Linked DNA regions of Sus scrofa: regions 1, 3 and 4 are each linked to region 2. Evidence: chromatin contacts called from public Hi-C and promoter capture Hi-C data. All regions are on one chromosome and are shown on one strand. The core of a region is the stretch at or near the end of the contact, and the rest is flanking DNA. Distances in the headings are between cores, read along the strand shown. Region 1 has its middle 62 kb from the start of PPARA. Region 2 holds the start of ATXN10 (ataxin-10). Region 3 holds the start of CDPF1 (cysteine-rich DPF motif domain-containing protein 1). Region 4 holds the start of WNT7B (protein Wnt-7b).

Region 1 (3,062 bases), core at 369-2,868, 410 kb after region 2:
CAGTCACTGCTTCCCTGTGACAAGTTCCCTTGCCTATGTCACCAGCCACCTTTCTTTCTTACTTCAGGCCTGGCCACACCCGAGCTGTTAGGCTCGTTGCCTTTGTCCCCAGTCCCTGGCCAGGGACTCCCCCCACTTAGTGGGAACCTGAGCTCATCTGGCGGCTCTTCCACCGGCCCCCAAGGCTGGGTTGGCGGCCACCGTGCTGTGCCCCCATCCTTCTCCCGAGCACTGACAGCTGTGGCACAGCTGTCTGGCAGGTCCCTGAGAAGAGGCCTGGGGCAGGCCCAAAGCAGGAAGCTGGGCACCCAGCCGCAGAGGGGCCACCTCTGGCCACCGTGGCTGCCTTGACAGCCCTGCCACTCTGATCACGGGCCTGGCAGGCTGTGAGCCAGGGGCACGTCCTCTCCAGCACCTGTGGTTTCCCTGGGGCAACCCCGGGTGAGTGGACGCTGTCCTCCCATCTTGCGGGCATGGGTGACACGGGCCCCCTGGCCAGGCCCCGCCCCATGTGTGCTCAGGGAGCCTGATGGGGAATATGACAGGAGCAGGCAGAATGCCTCGGCTCTGACAGGGCCACGGGACACGGGACGCACTGAGGCTTCATCTTCCCGTTCTGTTCCCTGACCACCCCCAACACCTGCCCTGTGGAATCCAGACTGTTCCACCATCTCCCTCACCTCAGTGACCCTCCCCTAGGCTGTGAGGTCATAGGCCCACCCAAGCCAGGCTGTGTGTCCTCAGGCAAGTCGCCCACCCTCTCTGGGCCTCAGCTATAGTAGGAGCCACATGGCTTAGAAGGATGCTGGGGCTTAATAAAACTTTGATGTCCCAGGTCCTGCGACAAGCCCCAAGTGCCCCCTCCTCTGGGAAGTCACCCGGGTCCCCTGGCCCCAGACCACATCTCTGGCTCCCTTTTCTTCCTCTTGTGCTCCCAGCCCCATGTCACCGCCCACCCTCCCCGGGCAGGAATTAGCCTGTCCTGGAGGTGCCCTTTAGACAAGGTCCAGGCTAGGCCTTGGCTGGGTCCGGGGCCTAGGTGGCATTGGGTGGGGGTGGAAGGAAGGTGAGGGGTGGGTGTGGGGAGACAGAGGCACAGAGAGCGGGCACCCAGGTCAGGCATGGTGGCCCCTGGTGCTTGTCTTTCTCACACCAAGCTGGCACCAGCCCCAGGATTCCTGAACAGAACCTGTCCCAGCTGGAAGGGCTCTCGGCCAGAGCAGGGGCCGGTGGCCGGCTGCCTCAGAGGTGCACTCTTAGCCCCTCCGTCATCGCAGGAAGAGGAGAAGGAGGCGCTCCCTCCACTTTCGACTCGATTCTGGTGCTAAATGCAGAAGCACAGCTTGGCCGAGCGCCACGTTCAGCCTGGGCAGGCTCCCAGGACAGCTGGGCAGCCCGGCTGTGACCCAGGGCCTGGGAACGCAGGCAGGACCCGGCCGGGCCGTGGGGCCTCCAAGGGGCGGTCGGCTCAGGAGACCTGTGACCTTCCCAAGGGCAGACAGCCAGGCGAGGGCCAGGACCACGGCCCTTGGCTCCTGACCCCTCGTCCCCTCCCCTGGCAAGTCCTGACCGCCCGGCTGGAGGGCCCCCTGCAGGCCTGGCTCTAGTCTCAGGCTCTGGGTACTTCTGTGTCCCCAGTTCCCAGCCAGGAGACAGAGGCTGGGCCAGGTCAACCCAAGGTCACCCAGCAGTTAGTGACAGAGCTGGGGTTGGAGGCGTCTGCTGGGCCCAGCCTACACCCCTGGGCTGGGAGGACTGTGCCCTGTTTGACAGACAAGGAAACTGAGGCCCATAGACCAGTCCCTGAGGTCACACCTTGATCAGGTACTGAGGACTCAGTCAGCTCCCCACCTGCACCCCTCCCACCCCGGCTGCTGGTGTCCCCACATCGCCCCAAACCCCACAGGGAGAGGGTTCGTCTGTCGGGGGTGACTCAAGACTGAGGGCTGTGGGAGGCAGGCCCTCGGAAGGCTTCCTGGAGGAGGTGACATGACCACCCACCAAGTTCAGGGACGAGGAGCCTGGATAACACAAGGGGTGGGGTGGAGAGGGGAGCCTGTGGTGTCCACAGGTGAGGGAGCCCCTGGAGGGGACAGGGCCTGGAGGCAAGCGGTGGGTGGGTGGCCACAGAGGGCCTGGGACACCCTTGGGTTCTCAAAGGCCACAGGGAGCCATTGATGGTTTTAGCAGGGAAGTAACAAGATCCAGTATTTGGGAGAGCCCACTGTGGCTCAGCAGGTATAGAACCTGCCTAAGTATCCATGAGGACTAGGGTTCGATCCCTGGCCTCCAGCTCAGTGGGTCAGGGATCCGGCTTTGCCGTGAGCTGTGGTGTAGGCTGGCAGCTGCAGCTCTGATTCGGCCCCTAGCCTGGGAACCTCCGTATGCCGCGGGTGCGGCCCTAAAAACAAAAACAAAACAAAACAAACAAAGAAAAACCAAGATCAGGTGTTTGGAGCCCAGTTGATCTGGCTGCCGTGTGGACTCTGGTTTGGTGGCCCCATCCTGCTGTTCTCCTGGGTGCCCCCCAGGGCACGGGTGCTGGGAGAGCCCTGAAGGCACCCGCCCTCCAGCACGCACCCCAGGCCACCATGCAGGAGCAGCCAGCAGCGCCCCCTCCTGTGACTGCTGGCGGGTTTCAGGGGCTGACTTCTTCCTGGGGGGCCCGGGGCTGGGAATCCCGGGGCCAAGTGGGGGCCCAAGGCAGGCCCGTCGGGTGGCAGGAGGAGGGTGGGCCAAGCAGGGAGCCACTGAGGGTGGGGTTTCTGAGAGAGGGAGGCTCGGAGAGGTTCAAGGCCACGCAAGCACTTGGGGGTTGGGGATAGGGTGGAGATACCTGCAGGCCATGGATGTCCCGGGGGCACATGGGGAAGTTAATCCAGAGCCACGCCCCCTCCCTCCACCCCCTCCGAGGGGCTTCTCCTGTGCCTGCGGGGAGGGGGGGGGCTATTTCAGGGACTTTGGTGTGGAGCATCACTGGGAGGTCCCCTGCTTCTGGAAAAGCACTCGAGGGGCGTCCGGGGGATGTCGTTTGAAGCCCTGAGGCTTCTGGAAGGGGGCAT
Region 2 (2,967 bases), core at 159-2,658:
GTATTTTATTCTTTTTATTTTTACATTTAAAAAAATTTTATGGAAGCACCTGAGGCTTTTGGAAGTTCCTAGGCCAGAGGCTGAATCCAAGCCACAGCTGCCACCTATGTCACAGCTGCAGCAACACCAGATCCTGTAACCCACTGGCAGTGGGAACTCTGGTACTTTACTCTTTTTGATGTGGTGGTAAGGGTTTCCTTAATGTTTCTTTCTGATCTTTTGCTGATTTTAGCTGGTTAGATCTATTTCAGTCTTTTGAACTCCAGAACAGTAAGATACTAAATTTGTGTTGTTTCACGCCACTAAATTTGTCATAATTTACTACAGTGGATATCAGAAATGAACATCACACCAAATAATCCCATCTGTGAACCAAGCTGGCTGTTTTCCCTTCTCCATCTGATCATAAAAGACCACACCTCTGGGTGTGGCCAGAGGTGATGAGAGCTTAAGGACATGTGCCAGTGTGACAGAGGTGGAGGGCAAGAGCTTGGGCCACTTTCTTTTGCCTTTGGCATTGCTGGATCTCAGTCCCAGATGTGCCACTTCCATCTGATGACCAATGGCTGTCGTACCCATGGAAGGTCTGATAGACTCCAGCTCCGGATGGGCAGTACTGGCTTGACATCAGGTTCCACATCATGTTTGACGCCACTTGGCCCATCCCTGACTTCCAATTGTATATTAAGCCCTTGAAGAGCTGGAACGACGCATTCTAACCCCAAGAAGCCTTGGTAAATGATCACCAAGACCTGGGAACTGGGCTTCCGGAGTCTGAAACCTGCAAGCTGGTGACAGTCTGCTCCAGCTCCTAGTGGATCTGTGCAGGCACTGATCAACCCACTCAAACCGCAGGATCCAAGGTCTTCAGCCTTCTTGTGGGGGGTGGGGAGCCTCTGCAGGACTCCCCTCCCTTCCCATGCTCCCCAGGGTGCACCTGTCTCGCCAAACCCTTCCCTTCGAGACCCCCTCAGCCTGCATCTCCCCCTCGGAGTGCACCGGTCCCCCAAGCCCCCTCCTATTGGGACCCCCCTCCTTGCATCTGTCCCTCGGGGTGCACCTGTCTCCCAAAGCCCCTCCTGTCGAGGCCCCCCTCAACCTGCATCTCCTCTCGGGGTGCACCTGTCTCCCAAAGCCCCTCCTGTCGAGGCCCCCTCTGCCCACATCTATCACTCGGGGTGCACCTGTCTCCCAAAGCCCCTCCTGTCGAGGCCCCCCTCACCCTGCGTCTCCCCTCGGGGTGCACATGTCCCCCAAGCCCCCTCCCACCAAGACCCCCTCAGGTCGTCTCCGCCCCTGCGGGAGAGCCGGTCCTAGCGCCCCCTCTCGGCTTCTCCTCCAGGATCCATCGCCCTTCCGACGTCCCGCCCCCTCACAGAGAACTTCCGCCCGCGCCCCCTCCCTGCAGGCGGGACTTCCGCCCGCGCCCCCTCCCCTCGTCGCGCCGTCGCGTCCTCGTCGGCCGTGGCCAGCCCTGCGCGTGCCCTCGCGCTCTCTCGCTCGGCCTCGGGCTGCAGCGGCGCGGCGGCGGCGGCGTCCGGCTCCCGCGGGGCGCGCTCCTCCCCCGCGGCCGCCTCTCCGGCCCCTGCTCCTCCTCCTCCTCGTCGGCGGCCGCTCGGCCCGAGCTGCGCGCGGCAAGATGGCGGCGCCCAGGCCGCCGCCCGCCAGGCTGTCCGGCGTCATGGTGCCCGCGCCCATCCAGGACCTGGAGGCTCTCCGCGCGCTGACGGCGCTCTTCAAAGAGCAGCGGAATCGGTAACGGCCCGGCGGCGCGAGCGTCGGGGGCGGCCTGGCCGGGCTGCGGGGCGGGGCGGGGCGGGGCGGGGCGGGGCGCCCCCTCCCCCCGGACGGCTGCGGGGCGGAGGCCGCCGCGCTCCCTCGAGGGGCGCCGGGCTCCGATGCCGGGCGGTCCCCCCGCGCGGGTCCCCGCGGTGCCCTGGGGGCCGCCATCTGCTCCCCACTCGGCAGTCCAGGTGTGAAGCCGGGCGCGGGAAGGGGCACCCGCAGCACGCGTGAGCCCCGGTCACGTCGTGTCTCCTCTGTTGTCGAGCCGCGTGGAGGGCGCCCCTTTACGTGCAAGGTGCTGTCCTCGGCCCCCGCTGGGAGCAGCCTGACAGCCCCCCCCGCCCCCGCCCCCGCGGGGGCAGCGTGCGTGCTGCTGGGCGAGAGGCGCGTTACAGAGGTGCCCGGTGGGAGGCGGCCTGAGTCCCACTCCCTTCTGCCTGTCAGTCGAGGCTTTGCATCCCCGGTGGAGCTACGTCAATCCTGGCTGTGCCCCTGAAGGGCCAGATCGCCATTGTAAAAGGTGCCCAGGAGTCTGGCAGACCTGGATTTGGTTCCTGGCCCTGCAGGCTCTGCGTTATCGGGCAGTGTCTCCAGGCCTTAGATTTCTTGCCTAACGATGCGACTATAATACATGATTTCATTGCCGAATTGTACGGAGGAATAAATGAAATAAAGCATGTGAACATATAAAGGACGTGGTGCCCTCCGTCAATGCCTGTTTGCTTTCATTCTGGTCTTCTCCGGGCCTCCCTTTCCTTGTCTGTTTCCCAGGAGCAATGTTGGACAGTACCTTCCTGGTGACATTGTTTGGAAGGATTAAATGAGGTAATGCATAGTAAATCCTTGGCACCTGCGTGACACACAGTACTAAGTAAATGTTAGCTGATGTTACTATTTCATACATTTGCGGCTGGTCCCCCGTGTGCTAGGTGATGAAGTTGGAACCTGCTAAGTCCTTCTCAGGAAAGTCCTGTTCTGGGGAGCCAGCAGGTACTCATGCAGTGTCGTGGGAGCATGTACCAAGAGTAGAGGGAACACAAAAGTCCAGGTTGTCCTCTGGGTCTGAGCGCTTGAAATTACAGTAGCATTTGTAATTGAGGCGTTGAGCTGTTGCGAGTGCTAAGAGCCCAGGGCACGGCTCCTTGGGCTTTTGGGGAGATGGGTTAGTGGGTATGATACTCC
Region 3 (2,979 bases), core at 275-2,774, 510 kb after region 2:
CTCACAGCAACCCTGATCCTTAACCCACTGAGTGAGGCCAGGGATTGAACATGCATCCTCATGGATGCTAGTCAGGTTCATTAACCACGGAGTCATGAGGGGAACTCCCATTACTTGTATACTTTGTAATCATAGCCATTCTGACTGGTGTCAGGTGGTACCTCATTGTATTTTGATTTGCATTTCTCCAATAATTAACAATGTTAAGCAGTTTTTTCATGTGCCTAATGGCCATCTGTACTTCTGCTTTGGTGAAATGGCTATAATGGGCTGCATTGCTTTACACTAAGAGTGAAATGTCAGAAAAGGAATGTAAAAAAAAAAGCCAATACCTTTATTTATTCATTTACTTTCTGGTCATGCCTAAAGCATGCAGAAATTCCTGAGCCAGGGACTGAACCCAAGTCACAGCTGTGACAACGCCAAACCCTGAACCACTAGGCCACCAAAGAACTGCAGGTACCTTTTAAAGTCACACCAAGATAAATACATACATACATACATATGTAGGAATAAACCTATCCAAGGAGGTAAAAGATTTATACACCGAAAAGTATAAAACATTAATAAAGGAAACTGCAGATGATTTATTAAAGAAATGCAAGGACAGCCCATGCTCTTGGACTGGAAGAATTAATACTGTTGAAGTGGCTATACCACCCAAAGTAATCTACACATTTAACGTGATTCCTATCAAATTAACCATGACATTTTTTACTAGAACAAATAACCCAAAAGTGTATATGGAACCACAAAAGATTGCCAAAACAATCTTGAAGAAAAAGAACAAAACAGGAAGCATCACCCTCCCAGACTTCTACAATACTACAAAGCTACAGTAATCAAAATGGCATGGTACTGGCAGAGAGACAGACCTACAGATCAATGCAACAGAGCAGAGAGCCCAGAAATAAACACACACGCCCATGGTCAATTCATCTTCAACAAAGGACGCAAGAATATACACTGGGGACAGTCTCTTCAGCAAGTGGTGTGGGGACAGCCGGACAGCCACGGCAACACACCCTCACACCATACACAAAAGTAAACTCCAAATGACCTGAAGGCTTCAACATAAGACATGGTCCTCTTTTCTGTTTCATTTCGGCTAATGTCTATCGCCCTGTCCGCGTGTTCCCTGGCTTTTCCCTTGGCTATGTCAGGTCGGCGCAGCGGCGCCCCGCAGGATCCCGGCGTCTCCGCAGGGCTCTTCCTCTCCGTCCACCCGCTCCGTGCTCGCCCTCCGTTCCTGCAACGCCCCGCAGGCCACCCGCTCCGTGCCCGCCCCCAACGCCGCAACGTGCGCAGCCGCTCGGGCCTCCGGGTTCCAAACCCCGCCGGGCTCCGCTGAGCCGCCCAAGCCGGCCCCGCGAGCGGGAAGCGCACTACCCTCCGGACCGTCAGGCCGCACCACTCACCTCCGCCTCCGCCTGCGCGGCCCAGCCCAAGGCGCGTGCGCGGCCCCGCCCCAAGGCGGCCGTCCGCCCTGGGCGCGTGCGCAGCGCGGGCGGGGGCGGGGCTTCTCGGCGGACTTCCGCCTCGCGGCGGCTTCCGGAACCTCAGGTCTCGCGGTTGGCGGCGGCAGGGCGGGGCCTGGGTTCTGCTTGTCGGCTCCTGCTGACGGGGCTGCAGTCTTGGCTGCGCGGAGGCTGTCAGGTTCTTCCTGGGCTTCCCATCCAGCTCCACGGAGCCGGTGCGGCCCTCGCGCGGCCCATGGGTAACCCGGCCCCATCGCCACGTGGTTTCGCTCAGCCTGCGCCTCGGACCGAAATGGTCTTAGGTCTGCTACCTGTCCCCCCAGTAGAACAGGAGCCCCGGGACCTGGGCCCAGGGCTGCAGGAAAAGTCAACTGTCTCCTAAGGCAACAGACGAAATGAATTCAAAATGAGCCTTCTCGCTTCCTGCAACCTTTAAAAGCTGTTTGCACCCAGGGACTTGTAGCTTCTCCTCCAAAGCGGTAAAGTGGCCTGGAACGCCCGCCATCACCCGGGCCCCACCATCCTTCAGCCTCCAGGTCCTCGCCCTGGGGCACCAACCACGCCTGCTTCAAAGGATCCTCTGGACCCTAAGCTCCCCCTGGCCCAGGCCTCCGGTTCTAGACCGGCTGTGACCATCACACCCCACTTCTTCCCCTCTACTGTGTGTGGGGCACCGTTTTATGGGGTTAGGGGGTGATTTGAAACCCAGACACCCTGAGGTCTGGGACTTTTTCTTTCGGGGAATTAAGAAATAAGGATTATACAAGGTATTTTGGTAATGCTGAAAACCATTCCTGGACCTGAGCAAGAGGGGCTCCTGCCCTGAGCCTCAGGAGCTAATAAGCACTTTGATTTTGTTCCTAGAACATAGGACCTCAACTGTGCTTACAACAATGACATTCTTTGGATTAATTCAAAGATTATATACTGCTGGTTTTTATTTCTGGATCTGCCCAAAGGTGGACCGTCTTGATGAAGTATTTCAAATGTGACCTATATCCAGTCTCAGATACGTGACCGGTAATCACGTCAATGATGTCAAAGCCTTGAGATCGTTTGGACAAGTTACAAGCTGCGCTGGAAGGGTTAAGTGATAGGCTATCACTTAATATCGGAGCAAACCATGGTCTCTGGGAGAAAATAAAGTTAATTTTGATTTGAGTTGTCCCAGTTACTAATAGAGAAAAAGCTTACCAAAAACCCAAAAGATTAAAAATATCTAATAAAGCTTTAGAAGAAAATGGTTTCCTGAAAGAAACTGCACACGAAATAAGCACCCAATCAAGAGAAGGAAAAGACAGGCCACAGAGTGGGCAAAAGAATTTGCCAAAGACAAATCTGATACAGGACTCTTCTCCAAAACACACAAAGAACTCTTAAAATGCAACAGGAAGAAAGCAAGCAATTTGATTAAAAAATGGGCAAAAGAACTGAACAGACCCCTCACCCAAGGGGATACACAGATGGCAAATAAGCATCTGAAAAGGTGGCCTGCATCCTG
Region 4 (2,916 bases), core at 413-2,912, 280 kb after region 2:
TCGGCTTCTGCCTCTCCGCCCGCCCGGGAGGCGAGGCCGTGACTCCGGCCCTCCCTCGGGGCTGTTCCCCAGCTCTCCCCGCCGCCGGGACCCGGCCTGCCTTCCCGTGGTTGGCAGCGCACAGTAGGCGCGCAGGGCGCGTGGTCGGGGCGCGGAGCCGTGGGCGCCCAGGGCGAGGGGCCCCGCACCCCCTCATGGTCACATCGCCCCCCACCCCCACTTCGAGCGAGGCCGAGACAGATTCTGTCTAAAGGAGATCGCAGCTCAACAGGTAAGGACTCGGCTGGGTTCAGGAATGTGGAAATACGACTCGGAGCAGCTACTGCAGCGAGCAGCGAGCGCGGCCCGCCGGGCGCCCGCCCGCCCGCCCTCCGGGCCGCGCGAGGGGGAGCGCGGCGAGAGGGGGCCGGGCAGAGGGCCCCCGGCGGGCGGGGGCGCCGGGCCGGGACCGAGCCCGAGGCGGCCCGGCCGCCCGCGCGGCCCATCCCGAGCCAGCCGGACGAGTTGTCAAGGTAATTTCAACACGTCCGGGTGATGGATAGAGACGAAGGGCCGTGGCGAGTGCCCAGGCCTGCGCGCTCGCTGCCGGGGTGCGCGTCCCCGCCCGCCCGCCCGGGGCCCTCGGCCGCCCGAAGCCCCCCGCCCCCCGCCCCGGCGCGCCCTCCAGGCGGCGAGCGCTCGGCCTGGGCTCGGCGCCCGGCGCGGCCCGGGGGAGGGAAGGCGCGTCCCACCCCCGGGGCCTGGAGCCCAAACAGGTGAAAGTACGCGCCGGGCACGCTCGCCGCTACCCGCGAGCCGGGCCGCCCGCGCGTCCTGCTCTCCCTCCTCCAGCCCTGGGCCGGGCGCCCCTCGGGAGTGCCCAGGGCTCGAAGGGCTTGGCTGCATCTCTGCCGGCCCGGGACGAGGGTCCAACACTCAGGCCAGCCTCGGATCCCCGAGAGCCGCTATGCCCCACGCCTGTACCCATGGCCCCCTGGGGGACCCTACGGAGGCGGCTCCTGCAGGCTGCTCAGATCCCGGGCAGCGGCCCCTGCCCACTGGGCTACTCACCCAAGCTTCACGTAGAGAACGCCAAAGCAGAGAAACACGTAGAAAATCCACTTGCGAAAGTTTCTGTGCATGATCCAGGGAGGGGGGCTGCGCCATAGACAGCGGCGGCCGGAGGGGACGCGCGGGCCGGGCGAGGATCGCGCGGGAGCGGGGGGCGGGGGGCGGCGGCTTCGGTGGACAGCTCTCAGCCGGCGCTGCGGCTCCGGCGGCCGGCGACGCGCGGGCACTCGGCGCGCGCTGCCACCATGGTGAGCCCGGGCCGCCGCCGCGTGCGCCTCGGGGAGTGACCTGGGCCGGGGGCCGTCACCTCGGAGCCGGGCGGAGTGACCACAGGGCCCCACGGGCGCCGGCTGGGGCCGAGGCGCGAGCGCAGCGGGCGGGCGGGCTCTGCCGCCACTGGGGGCAGCCGCCTGGGGCCGTGCGCGCCTCGCTGAGCGCTGCGGCGGCCAATGTGTCCGCACTTGTCGGCCTCCCCAGGTGACTCGCGCCCCGGCAAGCGAGCTGCGAGCGAGCCCCAGGTAGGAGGATCCGCCTCCCGCCCGCCCTCCTCGCTCGCCGTGCGCTCTCTCTCCCTTGCTCCCGGGCTCTCCCTCCCTTTTCTCCTCCCTTCCCGTGACACACAAACGCATCTATCCCCGGAACCCCCTCCCCAGGCCGGCTCCCTTCCGATTGCCCTCCCGGGACTCGGGGGGGGGGGAGGGGGTTGGGTGCTTAGAGGCGGGGGGCGGGGGGAGGGGGAGGGTGCGGCCGGGAAAAGACACCTGCGGAGGGCCCCGCCGCTCCTCTGCACCCGTGGGGGTGGGGACCGGGGGGAAGGGCCGACTCAGGTTGTGGTAGCCATTTGGCTTCAGTGTTTAGTGGGGGGGGGGAAGAGACCACCCACCCCCATCGCGTTCTGGGCGCGCTTCTCCTTCCCCCAGCAATTCTTTACATGAGGTCCCCCAGGGCCACACCCTTAGCCCAGGCATCGCTGCCAGCCCCACAGACTTGGATCAGAGCCCTCCTCCAGCGCCCAGAGTCCCCCCACACCTGTCGATCCTGCTGTTAGTGGCGCTTAATCAGAGTAGGAACAAGGAAGGAACAGAGAGATAGGCCTGGCCAGATGCAGGAGGATGGCTCAGATGACCTGCTATGGCAGCCACTTGGCTGAGCACCATGGCGGAGGAGGAGGAGGAGGATGTAGAGGGGTCCCCTGGCTCTGTGGAGGCTCCTACCCCAAGGACCCCTGCTGGCTTTCCCGGCCACCCTTGTTCCCCTCCGTCTGCTGTGTCTCCTCTGCAGCGCTGGGCTCCGTATTCATGTTCAGCGCCCAGAGCTTGGGGCCGGAACCACCACCCAGCCTCGCACACTGGAGGGGCCTGATTTGGCTCCGTGCCCCGGGAGTGGGTACCAAGTAGCAGACCCTGCCGCTGGGCAGAACCCCTGTCTGTTCTGAGAGGGCAGAATGGTGAGCCTCTGCCTCATCGCCGTCCTGGCCAGGCTCCTGCCCTGCTCCGCGGGTTTACAGACCTGGACGCCTTCCAAGGTGCCACTCCTGGGCAAGTGAATGGAACTGGGAAGCGCTTGGTCACCGAGGACCAGCCAAGACTCGAGACTTGCTGGGGTGAGAGTATGAGCACCAGAGGTGGGGGCGGGGGGGGGGTAGGAGGAGTGCTTCCAGCCACCCTTGGCCCCACCTAGTCCAGGCCCAGCCCAGCCGGGACTTTAACTCAGAGCCCACCTTCCGCCCCCCCAACAGTCCCTCTCGACCCCCTGCTCCTGATCCCCCCTTAATCCTTCCAAATCCCCTGAACCTTTGCCACGACCCTGGCGCGGGCCATTCCTCGGCCCCTCGATCAGAGGCGGGGCCGGTGCAGCTGTGCGGAG

Evidence for each region. Promoter capture Hi-C pulls out the DNA fragments that hold promoters and counts their contacts. A called contact is a pair of places that touch in the nucleus more often than the background predicts.
Region 1: a contact with region 2 is called in a Hi-C map of retroperitoneal adipose tissue, with 1.9 times the contacts expected there. The contact joins the enhancer-like site here to the promoter of ATXN10 in region 2. A contact is called at or near these places in 7 of 47 Hi-C or Micro-C datasets (embryonic fibroblasts, epiblast stem cells, mesenteric adipose tissue and 4 more).
Region 3: a promoter capture Hi-C map of liver shows a contact between it and region 2, with 4 times the contacts expected there. The contact joins the promoter of CDPF1 here to the promoter of ATXN10 in region 2. A contact is called at or near these places in 1 of 5 promoter capture datasets (liver) and 1 of 47 Hi-C or Micro-C datasets (mesenteric adipose tissue).
Region 4: a Hi-C map of omental adipose tissue shows a contact between it and region 2, with 6 times the contacts expected there. The contact joins the promoter of WNT7B here to the promoter of ATXN10 in region 2. A contact is called at or near these places in 2 of 5 promoter capture datasets (fetal skeletal muscle and liver), 32 of 47 Hi-C or Micro-C datasets (adipocytes, adipose tissue, alveolar macrophages and 18 more) and 2 of 2 datasets of contacts at active chromatin or transcription factors (alveolar macrophages and skeletal muscle).

The regions. Positions count from the first base shown.
Region 1 is chr5:3,381,862-3,384,923 of Sscrofa11.1, reverse strand. No RefSeq gene overlaps it. Among named protein-coding and RNA genes, the nearest start is that of PPARA, 62 kb to the right of the region's middle. Within about 2 kb of position 1,618, at least 30 of the 83 cell types and tissues checked have an H3K27ac peak or open chromatin away from gene starts, as enhancers often do. A contact at or near this core is called in omental adipose tissue, retroperitoneal adipose tissue and subcutaneous adipose tissue, where this site is marked.
Region 2 is chr5:3,796,645-3,799,611 of Sscrofa11.1, reverse strand. It overlaps ATXN10 (ataxin-10), which reads left to right and starts at 1,408. Exons shown (of 12, transcript XM_013997462.2): 1 at 1,408-1,755. The coding sequence starts at 1,640.
Region 3 is chr5:3,285,588-3,288,566 of Sscrofa11.1, reverse strand. It overlaps CDPF1 (cysteine-rich DPF motif domain-containing protein 1), which reads right to left and starts at 1,524. Exons shown (of 4, transcript XM_003125953.4): 1 at 1,419-1,524.
Region 4 is chr5:3,520,158-3,523,073 of Sscrofa11.1, reverse strand. It overlaps WNT7B (protein Wnt-7b), which reads right to left and starts at 1,662. Exons shown (of 4, transcript XM_021091384.1): 1 at 1,051-1,662. The coding sequence starts at 1,121. LOC110260613 (a long non-coding RNA gene) reads left to right here. Exons shown (of 3, transcript XR_002343852.1): 1 at 1-271.